Linked DNA regions of Sus scrofa: region 1 is linked to region 2. A link is a contact called in public HiChIP or PLAC-seq data. All regions are on one chromosome and are shown on one strand. Each heading gives the region's core, a stretch centred on a gene start, on an enhancer-like site or on the middle of the called end of the contact. The rest is flanking DNA. Distances are from core to core; before and after follow the strand shown.

Region 1 (7,188 bases), core at 3,909-6,408, 340 kb before region 2:
GAACACTCAAGACGCAGGGCAATGAGCACCTAGGAAAGTGCAGAGCATGTCAGGGGACTCGGTCCTTAAAATTACCCAGAGGTGAGATTTTCCAAACAAGATAAGCCAGGGTCCAGTAAGAAAGGTCCACCTGGTAACAAGACTGAGTGTTAGGTTCCAGGTCTCTCTTCACACCATCGACCACGTTAAAGCACCCTCAAAGCTGACTCTCTCCAACCTGGCATGTTAACTCAGACACTCTAGGATGATTTCCGAATGCAGAGGCAGGTCCTGTTGCTGCTGGAGATTCCCCATTACCCTAGAACTCCTTCTGAACTACAGCTTCCTGAAAATGCTGCTCCTAGGAAAGACTGGGCCACAAGCAGGGGGCATGGCCTCCAGGCCCAGATCTGCCCCTTCAATGGCTTTGTGCAGGCCCCTGCCCTCATTGTGCCTAGAAATAGGCGAGTCAGACCAGGTAAGCTGGAAACCAGGTGTGCGCTGCTCAGGAACACAGCACTGCCCCGCATAGGCCTGTTGCACAGGCCAACCTATGCAAAGCATTGGGAAGAACAAATTAGTCCCCAAATAGGGATTTAAACACACACACAGGCCCCTCCCCGCCTCTCAGGACCTCCTTCCTCAGGCACTACCTTCAACTTCCTTCTCTGCTCACCAGCAAATCTCCAGACCGCGCTAGGAAGACTTGAACTCTGTCCTACCTACAACGCAGCTTCCCAGCCAGACACCTCTCCCTCAGCTGTGCTTGTTTCCACATTTTCACTTGGATCTTCTAGAGGACGATGAAAAGCCCTAGGCAGCCCCCCCACAACCTGGTCTGAATCTCTTCTCTCCTGCGCCTCACGCACTGATCAGCGTGCATGGAGTCCCTCGGGCCCGTGTCGCCCCAGCTGTCTCGCTGCATGGGTCAAGGCCTCCTCTCTCGCCTGGCCCAGCACCAGCTTCTCGCCCACTCTTGAGACTTCGATGGGCACAGCCACCAGGGTTGCTCGCTGTCCCTCGTCTTCTCTGCCGTCTCTCGGCATTCATCATTCTCTGCCTCGTGCTAGACACACACGCAGTCCTTCTCCGAACGCAGGGACCCACCCCCTCTCCGGATCCCTCCGCAAGCAGCGAAGGACCCTGCACAGGAAACACTCAGATCCTGGTCGGCAATGGGTCAGCGCCTTGCCGCAGAAACGTACGATGCGCTTCAGAGGTCCCCTGCTGCGGAAGTGGCCTGGCCCTGGGAGGGGGTGCTGGGACCTGCAGGCCCCAGGCTCCACCCCACAGGCAGCCCGTGGGCCCAGAGCACTCAGAGGTGCCCCTGAGAAAAGCTGCCGACCACGTGGTTCCCGACAGGTCATCACCTCTTGCCTGGCAGGAGTGCTCATTACAGAGTCGGCCGCCTGCCCAGGAGGCAGGCTCTCAACAAGGGAGGTTTGAGGGTCTGGGGGCCTGGGAAGGGGAGAGAAGGACGAGCCAAGAGAATGAAACTGCAGGGATTTTAGGACTTGACTGGATCACCTATAAACAAAAACGTCTCATCCTTCCAGAGAAAAAACTGGGGGGACACACCATGACCCTCACCACTGTCCCCATTCTACAAGCAGGAGAAGCCTGCACTTTAGGGATATGTCCCCACATGTCCCTAGAAGACAGATCTCCTGATTCACAGCTGCATTCAGAAAAGACAGCTCTTTTTTTGAAAGCACAGTTGAAAAATACAGAAAGGCTCATTTAAGAAAAATATAGGAGTTTCTGTTGTGGCTTGGCGGGTTAAGAACTTGACCACTATCCATGAGGATGTGGGTTCGATCCCTGGCCTTGCTCAGTGGGTTAAGGATCCATGAACTGTGGTGTGGGTCACAGATGCGCTCAGATCCTGTGTTGTTGTGTATGTGGCACAGGCCGGCAGCTACAGCTCTGATTGCACCCCTAGCCTGGGAACCTCCATACGCCACAGGTGCCGCCCTTAACAAAAATAAAGTGCAGAATTCTAAGGCCCTGTGATTTGTCACCCCTTATTCTAGACCTCCAAGACGACTGAGAACAATTCACTTGTTTCCACCACTTTAAACTGCTAGCATGATTCCTTCCTCTCTCTGCTCAGGCTTCCTGCTTCCTTCCTGAACTTTCCCCACAAACAGAGCTCCCTGCTCCACCTGCTCCACACACAGGTGGCTCACCAAGCCCCTGCATCTCCAACAATGGAGCCCGGCAAACCTAAACCACCCTCCAAAGTGTTTCAAAAAAAATTCACAATAGGTTAGCCTCAGGAATACACCCCAGACAGGGCGGTGGTTCCCAGCTGGGCTTCAGGTGGTTCCCAGCTGGGCTTCAGGTCACCGAGTTTCTGACTACCTCAGAGGGGTGCTGCTGGGGAGGAAATTCTTCTGACTTCTAGATTACAATAGAAACATTACCATCAGGATACAAGGCTCAGAAGACAAAAGAACACTTTACTGGGAAATTTTGCTGTAATTTACTGAATACAAAGCATCAAGAAAAATTGCTGGATTTAGCAGTAAAAAAAAAAAAAAAAAAATCACATTTAAGAAAAATAGCCTGTTTCATTTAAGAAACGAAAAACAAAAGTTGGAGCAATTCATGTGAGATTAAGAGACACAGAAGCAACTTCTTGCCAAAATACAGCAATGAGTAGAAAACAAAACAAACATACAGACAAATGGTCTTATTTGTACCCAGCTCCATACAGGAGCCTGGGCAGGGTCTGTGGGTGGAGCTGGGAGGGAGCAGGTCTAGGGCTGGCAAGGGTCGTCTTAGTCCCAGTAGTCATACTGCAGGTCACTCTGAATGAACCCCTCCCTCCCTCACCAGTATACTATCTCCCATCACTGCAACTCCTCCCACCTAAGATGAAAAACACCCACCTCTGAGTTTGCTGGTGGTGCAGCAGGTTAAGGATCTGATTAGGTCACTCCTGTGGCTCAGGTTCAATTTCTGGCCCAGGGAACTTCCTCATATACTGGGCATGGTCGAAAAAGAAAAAAAGAAAGAAGAAAGGAAGGAAAGGAGGGAGGGGGGAAGGAAGGGAGGGAGGGGGAAAGAAAGAAAAATACCCCATCTCACATGAGGTGGGGGGGAATATATGGATCCGATGTTAAGCTATTGAATCAGGAAATATACATATTACAGTCAACCCCAAATATAGGAACGAGATGCAGGAAAAAAAAAATCTGTCATATGGGAGTTCCCGTCATGGCGCAGTGGTTAACGAATCCGACTAGGAACCATGAGGTTGCGGGTTCAGTCCTGCCTTGCTCAGTGGTTAACGATCGGCGTTGCGTGAGCTGTGGTGTAGGTGCAGACACGGCTCGGATCCGCGTTGCTGTGGCTCTGGGTAGGCTGGTGGCTACAGCTCGATTCAACCCTAGCTGGAACTCATATGCCGGGAACGGCCCAAGAAATAGCAACAACAGCAACAAAAGAAAAAAAAAAAATCTGTCATATGAAAGTTTAGATCAAAACATAATGGATGACAGAAACTTGACTTAAAAAATTGTTATAGGAGTCCCTTGGTGGCCTAGTGGTTAAAGGATCCAGCTGTCACTCGGGTTACTGCTTTGGCATGGGTTCAGTCCCTTGCCTGGAACCTTCCACATGCCAAAGGTGAGGTGCAAAAAAAAAAAAAAAAAAAAAAAAAATTTATATTATAGGTCATACAATAAAAACCAGCCAGTCATTTAAAAGAAGGAAGAGGTCTCTAAGTACTAGAGTAGGACACTGAGCAATGCACAATGTTAGGCATAAAAGTTCAAGGTACAGAATAGTGTGTTTAGGGCGATTTCACTCTGCACATATGTGCACATTGACGTGCAAGGTTTTTTTTTTTTTTTTTTTTTTTTAATGGCCACACCCACGGCATACGGAAGTTCCTAGGGATTGAATCTGAGCCACAGCTACAGCAACGCTGGATCCTTAAACCTGCTGCACCAGGCGGGGATGGAACCCATACCTCTGCAGAGACCCAAACCTCTGCAGCCACATGTGCCACAGTAGGAACTCTGCAAGCTCTTGACTGAAAAAGGAAACGTCTGCTAGCAGAATTTACTTCTGCAAAGTTGAAAGGGATATTTACATCCTGTCATACTACTTAATTTTTTTTCCCCAGCAATCATGTTACTCTTAAAACTCTGCCTGACTTTTAACTAGCTAACCAGTTCATTTCCAGAGACTGACTGTGAAGAAGACAATCTCAGCTGTACACAGACAGGTCATCCTCATCCTTTTCTGAGGCTGTAGGTGTTGTTTCTGTTATGATGAGAAAACTGAGGCACTGAGGAGGAAGGCCTTTGACTCAGAGCAGAGAGGAAGTCGAAATCGGTCAGAGGGCTCCAGCGCCTTGACCATCAGCCTGCACATCAGCCAGTGCAGACAACACTGGAAGATGCCACGATGCCAGCTGCAGTGTAGCAAGCTGTTGAGATCATAGGTGACTTTTATTTGGGGCTTTCCTGAATTTTCCAGATTTTCTATTATGACTACATATTAACTCATGAGGCGAGAGCTTTTCAAGTTATCTTTTTATTTTTTAGGTTTGTTTCTAGTTGGTTGGTTGGTTTTGGCCATGCCCATGGCATATGCAGGTTCTCAGGCCAGGGATCGGACCTGTGCCATAGCAGTGACCCGAGCCACTGCAGTGACAGTGCTGGGTCCTTTATCTGCTGAGCCACCTTTTTAAAATGTAATGAATGAATAAGCATATAGGACGAATGGCTTGTGAATGTACCATAGACAAGTCTTGGTAAATGCCTTCAATTGAATCAGGGTGTCTAGCATGCATCCGCAGGAACAGAATGTAATAAAGCAAGCTGTGACCTAAGGGATTCTAACCTGATTTCTGAATAAAGGATGTGCTGACAGGAGGATGCAGACCTGCATACCATTTCAAAAAAGAGAATCAGAGAGAAAGGCTTCATCAGTGTGGATCTAGCGGAGAAAGGGTGGTTAACTCAGCTGCTGGAGCTGGACACGTGCCCCTGCAGGACCCTGGGCTCCCAGTGAGCTGGGTGGGACCCAGGCTCACGAACCCAGCTTCCCACCCATCACACGGCTCCTCCACTGGTTGGAATCGCAGTGGTGCTACTCATCTCCTGGTCAGCCTCATCTGCTGCTAACGTGTAGCCCCACCAAGCTGACAGTGATTCAGACAGGAAACAGACCAGGGTGCATGACTGCGCCCAGGATTAAGCCAGACTCTCAGCCCCGCCCACTCCTACATGCTCCCACAAATCCCCCAGCTAGGAAAGGCTGTTAGTTGACTGTTCTGCTTTCAACTGACAGTATCCATAGTGATGGATGGACCCTATTCTGCAACTCAGCAGTTCCCATGAGGACAATCTTGTTTATCTAAACTAATGGTGCTACCAAGTAAGCCCATTTCCTCCCATTCTGTCCTAGGCAGAGATGAAGAAAAGTGATTGACCCTTCTAAGAAATGCCTTTACACATTCCTTTACTTTTTTCCCTGACTACCAAAATGAAACAGTCTAACTGTATTAAGAATTCAATGGTGGAATTCCCATCATGGCTCAGCGGAAATGAACCCCACTAGGAGCCGTGAGGTTGTGGGTTCAATCCCTGGCCTGGCTCAGTGGGTTAAAGATCAGGCGTTGCCATGAGCCATGGTGTAGGTTGCAGACGCGGCTCAGATTCTGCATTGCTGTGGCTATGCCTGTGGCTGGCAGCTGTAGCTCTGATTGGACCCCTAGCCTGGGAACCTCCATGTGCCAAAAGTGGGGCCCTAAAAAGAAAACAAAATAATAAAAAGTAAAAAATAAATTCAATGTCTCACAATTATACAAAACAGCCTTCCCTAATTTCATGTTCTAAAGCAGCAATCTAAAACAAACAAACAAACAAAAAACCCCAAAGGAGTTCCCATCATGTCTCAGTGGTTAACGATTCCAACGAGGAACCATGAGGTTGCAGGTTTGATCCCAGGCCTTGCTCAGTGGGTTAAGGATCCAGCATTGCTGTGAGCTGTGGTGTAGGCTGCAGATGCAGCTTGGATCCCAAGTTGCTGTGGCTCTAGCATAGGCCAGTAGCTCTGATTAGACCCCTAGCCTGGGAACCTCCATATGCCACGGGAGCGGCCCTAGAAAAGACAAAAAGACAAAAATAAATAAAGCAAGCAGCAATCTTCAAATGTCTTGGTTGCAGGACCCTTTTATACTCCTAAAATTACAGAGGGTCCCAGAGAGCTCTTGTTTATGTGGTTATACCTATCAATAGTCAGTCACCTTGTTAGAAATTAAACTGAGACACTCTAATATATGAATCTATTCACAAATACTACCTGTTAGCATAAATAACATGTTAACATAAATAACATTTTTATCAAGGACATTTTGTAAATCTTTTCTGTGTCTGGCTTATCTGCTCCTACACTTGACCCTTTGTAATCTGCTTTTTTGGTTGAAGTCAACCTGGCCTTACACAGATAACGCAATTGGGAAAAAGAGGAGTATTTTACCAGTAATTGTGGTGATTCTTCTCTGACACTAACCTTAAGCTGGCTGCAGTGTGGAATTTGAAAACCATGCCAAGGAGCTTTCACACTGGTTATATCAAAACCCATCAGGCTTGCACTCTGAATGGCTCTGAAACCCACCAGATTTCCTTAGGTACTATTTGAAAAATCACATTTGTCCATATGACCGCCACATAATTATGGACCCTCAAAGGATCTGGGGACCCCTAGATGTCCTCAGACCATACTTTAAGAACCACTCTTCTAAAGATATCCACTTCTAGCTGTTTTAGCATGTGCCCCTCAAGACACTATGTGTATCCAATTTGTTTTTCAGCTACCTTACCACATACACAAATGTATATACATACTGGGTTGTTTTCTTTTTGTTTTGGTTTGGTTTTTTTGGTTTTTTGTCTTTTTAGGAGGTTAGCATATGGAGGTTCCCAGGCTAGGGGTCCAATCAGAACTGTAGCTGCTGGCCTACGCCACAGCCACAGCAATGTAGGATCTGAGCCGCGTCTGGGACCCACACCACAGCTCATGGCAATGCCGGATCCTTAACCTCCTTAACCCACTGAGTAAGGCCAGGGATTGAACCTATGTCCTCATGGATACCAGTGGGTTCATTTTCGCCGAGCCACAACGGGAACTCCTACAGTCACTCTTAACAGACAAATGCCTGTAACGAAAAGGTGGAGGAAAAGCAGAAGC
Region 2 (7,884 bases), core at 4,613-7,112:
TTGGGGATTATTCACTGAAAATAGCGGATGTCCTTTTCATCAAGTTGAAACATAACTTTTTTAAACATCCTTTTACCTAGATGTGACCAAAAATGCTTCCAGTGTTTGGGACCAGATGTCCTTGAACTTTCTCTCTGGTATATTTTGAAACCTAATTTCTGTAGAGTAGAAATGGCCACCCCCTCTCTGAAGTAACTCTAATCAAAAACATCCCAAGGACAACTTAAATAATAATTTTAGGTATACTTGAAAACATAATGTGTAATAGCCGCCCACATCAATAGAGGTTGATACCACAGATGAATTTTGAGGGCTCTTCTTCCCTACAGAAATTAAACCGGGGAGATCCCATGCGGTGTAGCAGGTGAAGGATCTGGCATTGGCACTGCTGTGGCTTGAGTTGCATCTATGACGAGGGTTCATTCCCTGGCCTGAGAACATCATATGCCAGGGACATGGCCAGAGAAAGTAGATTAGATAACCCATGAGTTCTAATTCTGAACTTCATCAGTTCAAACTCTATAATCTTCCAAGACTGTCTTCTTTCTCTCTTCTCTTTCCCATTCTTTCCTTCTTTCCTTCCCTCCCTCCTTCCTTCCTTCTTTCTCTCTCTCTCTCTCTCTTCCTTTTGCTTTTTTTAGGGCCACACTCGAAGCATATGGAAATTCCCAGGGGAGGGGTTGAAGCTGCAGCTGCTGGCCTACACCTCAGCCACATCAACACCAGATCCAAGCTGCGTCTGTGACCTACACCACAGCTCATGGCAGTGCTGCATTCTTAACCCACTAAGTGAGGCTAAGGATCGAACCCATGTCCTCATGGATTCTTGTCGGGTTCGTCACCACTGAGCCTCAACAGGAACTCCAGAGTATGTCTTTCTTTCTTTTTCTTTTTTTTTTTTCTTTTTAGGGCTGCATCTGTGGCATATGGATGTTCCCAAACTAGGGGTTGAATTGGAACTGTAGCTGCCGGCCTACATGACAGCCACAGCAACGCAGGATCTGAGCCAAGTCTGCGACCTGCACCACAGCTCACAGCAACTCCACATCCTTAATCCACTGAGCAAGGCTGGGGATCGAACCTTTGTCCTCATGGATGTTAGGTTTGTTTCCGCTCAGCCATGACGGGAACACCCAGAATATGTCTTAATGGACTTAATTTAAGTCCAAAGTACTATAAAGTACAGTTAGATAGTTCTGAACCTTTGAATACAGAATATTAATGTTGTTAAAGCACCTAGAGCTAAAATAAAATACAGCTTATGAGGAGGAACAAGGAGAGATTTATTATATGCTTAGCAGTTAACTAAACATATGAGTCTCTTCTACACATGAAATGCTGTCTTTGGGAATGGGGGAAGGAGCAGGAGTTGTAACAAAGGAGTTGTAACAAAGGGATGATTCTTGCCCTCAGAGTTCTAGGGTGGAAAAGGTGGTTATACAGCTGTTATAATGCAGAGCCAACTGAGACATTTAATTGAAGTATACATTTTATGTAGTGGGTTTCTAGAAATGAGTGCTGCCTTGACTGGAATGTGTCAAACATTTAAACTTGCTTTTTACAGGTAGGAAGAGATTTAAGAGGGCAGCATAGACACCAACCAGCACAGCATCATGAAAGTATATAGTATGAGAGATTAGGGAATAAGATTAAAGCACGGAGAAAAGCTGAACCGGGGATTTAGTGGGGAGAAAAAGTGAGAAAAAGAGAATATGTTTTATATGGAAGTAGAATGTAAAGAAGCAGGTAATGTGGGAAGGGGGTGAGCTTCTAATTTATAGAAATGCTTTTCACTCATTATATGACCTGAGTGAATTTCTTAATTTCTTAGAACCTCAATTTGTTCATCCATAAAGGAAGGATAACGATACAGCCATGTAAGGTTATAATGAGCTTTAAAAAGCTGGGTGTAAACTACCGGATGCATTATTTTAGATATAATTGACACTCTAGACTTGGTAAGGTACCACTAATATTTGATGTATACATTATTTAAAGTCTTTCTGCAGACTTCTCAGTATATACCCAAAGGAATTGAAAGCAGGGATTCGAGCAGATATTTGTATACATGTTCATAGCAGTATTATTCACAATACACTAAAGGTGGAAAAAATCCAGGTGTCCACTGATGAACGAGTAGGTAAACAAAATGTGGTCCATCATACAGTGCAGTATTATTCACCTATTAAGGGCATTCTGACACAGGCTACAACACGAGTACATCTTGAGGACGTGATGCTAAGTGAAATAAACCAGTCATAAAGGGGCAAATACTGTATGGTTCCATTTATATGAGGTAGCCAGAGGAGTTAAATTCATAGAGACAAAATAGAATGCTCTTTGGTAGAGGCTAAGGGAGAGAGAAGGAGAAGTTATTTAATGGGTATAGAGAATGAGTTTTGTAAGATGAAAAGCTTTCTGGAGAGAGATGGTGGTTTTGATTACACAACAATGTCAATGACCTTAATGTGACATACCTGTACCCTTAAAAGTGGTTATAATGGTCAATTTTATGTTGTTTACCCTATTTGGTGAATTTGATATTTTTTCTTATGCATTTGTCCATAAGACTGCAACCATTTTATTTTATTTATTTATTTTGTCTTTTTGCCTTTTCTGGGGCCACACCCGAGGTACATGGAGTTCTCAGGCTAGGAGTCTAATTAGAGCTGTAGCTGCCAGCCTATGCCAGAGCCACAGCAACTCGGGATCCGAGCTGCGTCTGCAACCTACATCATGGCTCACGGCAACGCCGGATCCTTAACCCACTTAGCAAGGCCAGGGATCGAACCCGCAACCTCATGGTTCCTAGTTGGATTCATTAACCACTGAGCCATGACAGGAACTCCAGGAAAGATTTTTTTTTTGACATTTTCAATAGGAAGGATAGTTCATACCAGTCTAAATTTGACAAGTATCACAGAGATCAGGATGTCTGGTACTGTGATTTTATAATTGAGACATAGTCCTGAATGTTGGTTGCATTTAATTGATTTTATTAACTACAAATTGTCTTTTAAAATATTTTCATTAAAATAATTTTCCATGCTCTGAATTGGTTCGGGTGGATAAAACAACTCTATAGCTAATGAATTCATCCAGATGTTTTTTTCATTCACAAAGAAATGACATTTTACCAGTATGTCCTCTTATTGTTAGTATCTTTGTTAAGTAAAGTTCATTCAGAATCAGGAATAGGAGTTCCCATCGTGGCGCAGTGGAAATGAATCTGACTAGGAACCATGAAGTTGCGGGTTCGATCCCTGGCCTCAGTGGGTTAAGGAGCCGGCGTTGCTGTGAGCTGTGGTGTAGGTCGCAGACATGGCTCGGATCTGGAGTTGCTATGACTCTGGCTTAGGCTGGCGGCTACAGCTCCAATTAGACCCCTGGCCTGGGAACCTCCATGTGCCGAGGGTTTAGCCCTAATAAGAAAAAAAAGAGAGAATCAGGAATAGTTTAGTTTTGCTGCTTTTTTCTTTTTTAAAAGATTTCTTGTGCGGTAGATTAAGGATATGGTGTTGTCTCTGCAGCTGCTCAGGTTGCTTTGGAGGTGTGGGTTCAATCTCTAGCCCAGAAACTTCCATGTGCCACAAAAAAAAAAAAAAAAAAAAAGGGAGTTCCCATTGTGGCGCAGCAGAAACGAATCCAACTAGAATGAGGATGTGGGTTCCATCCCTGGCCTTGCTCAGTGGGTTGGAGATCCAGTGTTGCCATGAGCTGTGGTGTGGGTCGTAGATGCAACTTGGATTTGTCATTGCTGTGGCTATGGTATAGGCTGGTGGCTGTAGCTCCAATTCGACCCCTAGCCTGAGAACTTCCATATGCCACGGGTTCAGCCCTAAAAAAAGCAAAAATAAATACAACTGATTAGTGCCACAAAGGAAAGTCACATGGTCCTAGGTAAACATACAGTAAGGGCTTGACTTAGAATGGGGTGGCGTGAGACAGTTCTTTCAGAAGGTGCTGTTTGCTGGAACTCTGCAGGATTGGTAGTAATTAATCAGGTGAAAGAGCGAGGAGAGCGTGGTACGAATGAAGGCTGGAGGGAGCAGCACACAAAACCCCTAGAAGTCAGAGGGCACAGTGTGGGTGAGGAACTGAAACAGGTAGGGCACGGGAAGGGAAGGAGAGGTGATAGAAGTTTTACATTTTATGCCCACTTATGTGAATTCAGCTGAAACATCCTGCCTCACCAGACATGGCAGGATCCTCCGGTGGAACAGAAGCAATAAGAGTTACAGAGAGAGGCAGGGAGGGGATAGGGAGGTAGTAATTTATTTGGAGGAGTTGGCCTCCATGATTTGGGGGCTAGGAAGTATGAAATTTGTAAAGCAGTCTGGCAGGCTGGAATTTCAGTTAGAGTTGATGTTGCAATCTTGAGTCTGAAATCTGTAGGTTAAAACTTAGGGTTTCTTTGTTGTAGTTTTGGAGTAGAATTGCTTCTTTGGGGAATCCTCATTCTCTCTTCTTAAGTCTTAAAGCCAGTTGGATGACCTCCCCCACCCCCGCCCTACCACACCCCACCCCATTATAGAGGGTAATCTGCTTTACTCAGAGTCTGTCATTTAAGTAATATTAATCACATCTAAAAAATGCCTTCACAGTCACATTTAGACAGGTGTTTGACCAAGCAGCTGGGTACCGTAGCTAGCCAAGTGGCCCATCATAGAGTATTGCCATAGAAAATAGAGAATAGACTGGGTCAATATAAGTAATAACCTTTCTTCTGTCTGATTTCTTCTACCTTGAAGTACACACTGGAGTCTGTACCTTGACTATCAAATCAGCTTGAGATTATAGGTATATAGATATGATTATCCTTCATCTTCAGGCTTACCTGGCTAATCCCATTAAACTGAGATAACATTGAAGCCCCAGGAAGGTTTGTGTGCACCACCTTCAGCTGATGGAATCTTGCTTCCTACACTCTCTCCTACCCATCAGTTACCACATGTACCACAAGAGGGAAGGCCTTGCTACTTGTGTTGGATTCCAGCATTTAAAGCACTATTTTTGCTCAGTATGGCCCTGAAGTGTAAGCCAACTATAAGAATTTGAGGGCAGGACTATGCCTAGAAATATTGAAAAAGTAGTGGTTTATATTAACCCTGGGGAAATTTCGTTTAGAGTACATGCAAGCCTTGCATTTTTTTTATTTAAAAGATTTTAAGAGCAATTCTGACACACAAATAGGGGTTTATGTACTCATCTTTGAAATGTGTATCTTTGTGAATTATAACTTGACAATAGCATGAGTTGAGGCTGATGATGTAAGTGGGGTGGAATTAAGCAGCTTCTCCCCCCGCCTCCCCTTTTCTAGGGCCACACCTGTGGCATGTGGAAGTTCCCAGGCTAGGGGTTGAATCAGAGCTGCAGCTGCAGGCCTACACTGCAGCCCCGGCAACACGGGATCCGAGCTTCGTCTGCAACCTATACTGCAGCTTGAGGCAGTGCCAGATCCTTAACCCACTGAGTGAGACCAGATAATGAACTTATATCCTCATGGATACTAGTTGGGTTCCTAATCCACTGAGCCACAATAGGAACTCCTAAGCAGCTTCTTATAAACCATGTTAATGATTTTGCTCTGTATTCTAACAGAGCAGTGGTGTGAAAACAGTCTGTGGTGTGAGAATGGATAATAAGAGAAAAAAAATGGATGAGGGAAGGCCTGGAAGCTCTTAGAATTGGCAAAACAAACAGGACCAGGTTTGGAAGGAAGACTGATTTCATCGTTGGACCTGCTGATTTTGAGGTCCCTCTGACGGGATTGTCTTATATCCACTTGGATATATGTGACTCTGACCCAGAGCTGTAGAACAGGAAGACGTGACCAGGGAGGTAGAAGAAAGGGGGAACTGGAAGATGATGCTGTCAGAGGAGCCAAAGGGAAGCTTGTTTAAAGGAGAAGAGTGGTGAAAATGCTGAATGCTGCTAAGATTAAGACTGAAAAAATATCCATTAGGCTTACTCAGTATGATAATTTTCGTGAGAGCTGTGTTAGTATAGAGATGTGCTCAGGCTACAGTGAAGTGTGAGATGTGGTTGTTGAGCTACTTCAGGAATTCACTCTGGAGGGGAGGAGAGAGACAGAACCAAAGTTGGGAGGAAGGATAGGGCGATGCATGGAAGAGATATGAATGAGTTAAAGTGTTGACAGTATCGGGGGAAGCCTCATCTGAGGCAGGGAGAATCCATTAAGGTTGGGTGGCATCTGGATCCCGAGGCTGGCTGTGCTGGCCAGCCAAAAGATGGACCGCCTCGTATATGGTCATAGGGGTAAAGGCAATATGGTACCATTGTTTATTTTCCCACATCCCTGTTGTATTCATCAAAGTCCAAACAGCAGACAGAAACTGAATGGTAGTGTGAAGAGGGAGAGTTTAATATGAAGAGTTAATTGTGTAGGGGATTACTTTATAAGAGGCACCACATGCCCTGAAGAGTACAGGAACATCAGAGGGGGTACCCACTGGCCCAGGGCTGATGCAGAGCATCTAAGGAAGGAGCTTTTGGAAGAGTCCTCCCCTCACCCTCTGAAATTATGGCCCTTCAGATGGCAAAGAAGTTTGCTGAGGTGTTGTGCTCATGGATTCTCTGGGGAGGGGCCGTATCGTGGGACTTGCCCATGGTGGGGCTCACCAGAAGCCTTCTTCCAGATCTCTAAGGGAAGATAGATGTCCCCAAAGAAAGGCGACATGCTACTGGCCACTTCGAGCTTCTGGCTGTCCCAGCTTAGAAGGCCGCCAAGAGGGGCACTTGAAAACTGACAACAAGGAAGGGAGCTTTCTGCTTCTTTGCTGCCCTTCGAGCGCCCTCTGCCAACAAAGCTTAACATTGTGCCAGCCGCAAAGGAGAAACGCTTAAGGGTTCACCTCCATTGTCTGTGATAATGGCGCTGAGAAACAGTATGGTGACAAGTGTCGCATCTATTATTGATCTTTTCAGTTTTTTTGACTTTTCTATTGTAGTGATGAATATCCTTGTACATAAATCTGAGTGTATCTTGTTTAACTCTGATTCATAAGAGCTAATGGCACGAGCATATTTGGTTGCTGTTTGCCTTTGTATGCATAAAGTATTTCTGGGAGGAAATGAGAACTGTGGATTGTCTTTAGGAAAGGGAACTGGGTTTTATGAACCTATTCCTAAAACTAAAAATGTACAGAAATATTTTTTATTGTAAATATTAAAAAGTTACGTGTTTTGTTAAACTTATTATTTCATTTCTCAGCATCTTCCAGTTACATTTCTCAGCATTTTCCAGTTACAGTTCATTATTAAAGTGTCCTTATCATGTCTTATTCTGTCAGCTGAAGGCACCTGTTTTCTGACCTTACTTTAGCATGACTTGCTGCTTAATATGTCAGGCTATTTTCATATAGTTGTTTCCTCTTATTGTTATAAAAACTAGGTCATCCTTTTCCTTGTGTGTCTTTGACCCTCATATGGCATTTGATGTACTGACAACTGCAGTGGTTGACCTCCTCAACACGGCTGCTACCAGGCCTGACTTGTAGTGTCAGCTACTGGGAGTTGTGTGAATGCAGGCCTCTGTGGTGAGAGGTGTTACCAATGACCTACCCAGTTCTGGGTTTTCTTCCTGAATTTAGTCTCTTCTTCCTGCTTTTACAATAAAACCTTCAAAAAGAAGACTTAAGTTTCTTAACATGACAGTATTTTAAGAAATGCTTTTTCCCTCTATTACCTTCTAGATTAAGACATGATAAAATAATGTTAAAATTTGTAGCTATAGAATTTGGTTGTTTTAAAACACTTAGGGTATTTATAGTACTATTTTTTACCTTTTTATATTTAATTCAGTATGGACTCTGTAGAATAAATATCTGATATTTTTAGTATTACTCATTAGCTTTTTTAAAA

The links. HiChIP or PLAC-seq counts read pairs in DNA pulled down with a chosen protein or histone mark.
Region 1: a contact with region 2 is called in an H3K27ac HiChIP or PLAC-seq map of alveolar macrophages. The contact joins two enhancer-like sites. A contact is called at or near these places in 1 of 47 Hi-C or Micro-C datasets (epiblast stem cells) and 1 of 2 datasets of contacts at active chromatin or transcription factors (alveolar macrophages).

What each region holds. Positions count from the first base shown.
Region 1 is chr14:59,375,696-59,382,883 of Sscrofa11.1, reverse strand. All of the region lies in intron 1 of FAM89A (protein FAM89A), which reads right to left. Among named protein-coding and RNA genes, the nearest start is that of FAM89A, 12 kb to the right of the region's middle. Within about 2 kb of position 5,158, at least 12 of the 83 cell types and tissues checked have an H3K27ac peak or open chromatin away from gene starts, as enhancers often do. A contact at or near this core is called in alveolar macrophages, where this site is marked.
Region 2 is chr14:59,034,634-59,042,517 of Sscrofa11.1, reverse strand. All of the region lies in intron 4 of TSNAX (translin associated factor X), which reads left to right. Among named protein-coding and RNA genes, the nearest start is that of TSNAX, 20 kb to the left of the region's middle. Within about 2 kb of position 5,862, at least 8 of the 83 cell types and tissues checked have an H3K27ac peak or open chromatin away from gene starts, as enhancers often do. A contact at or near this core is called in alveolar macrophages, where this site is marked.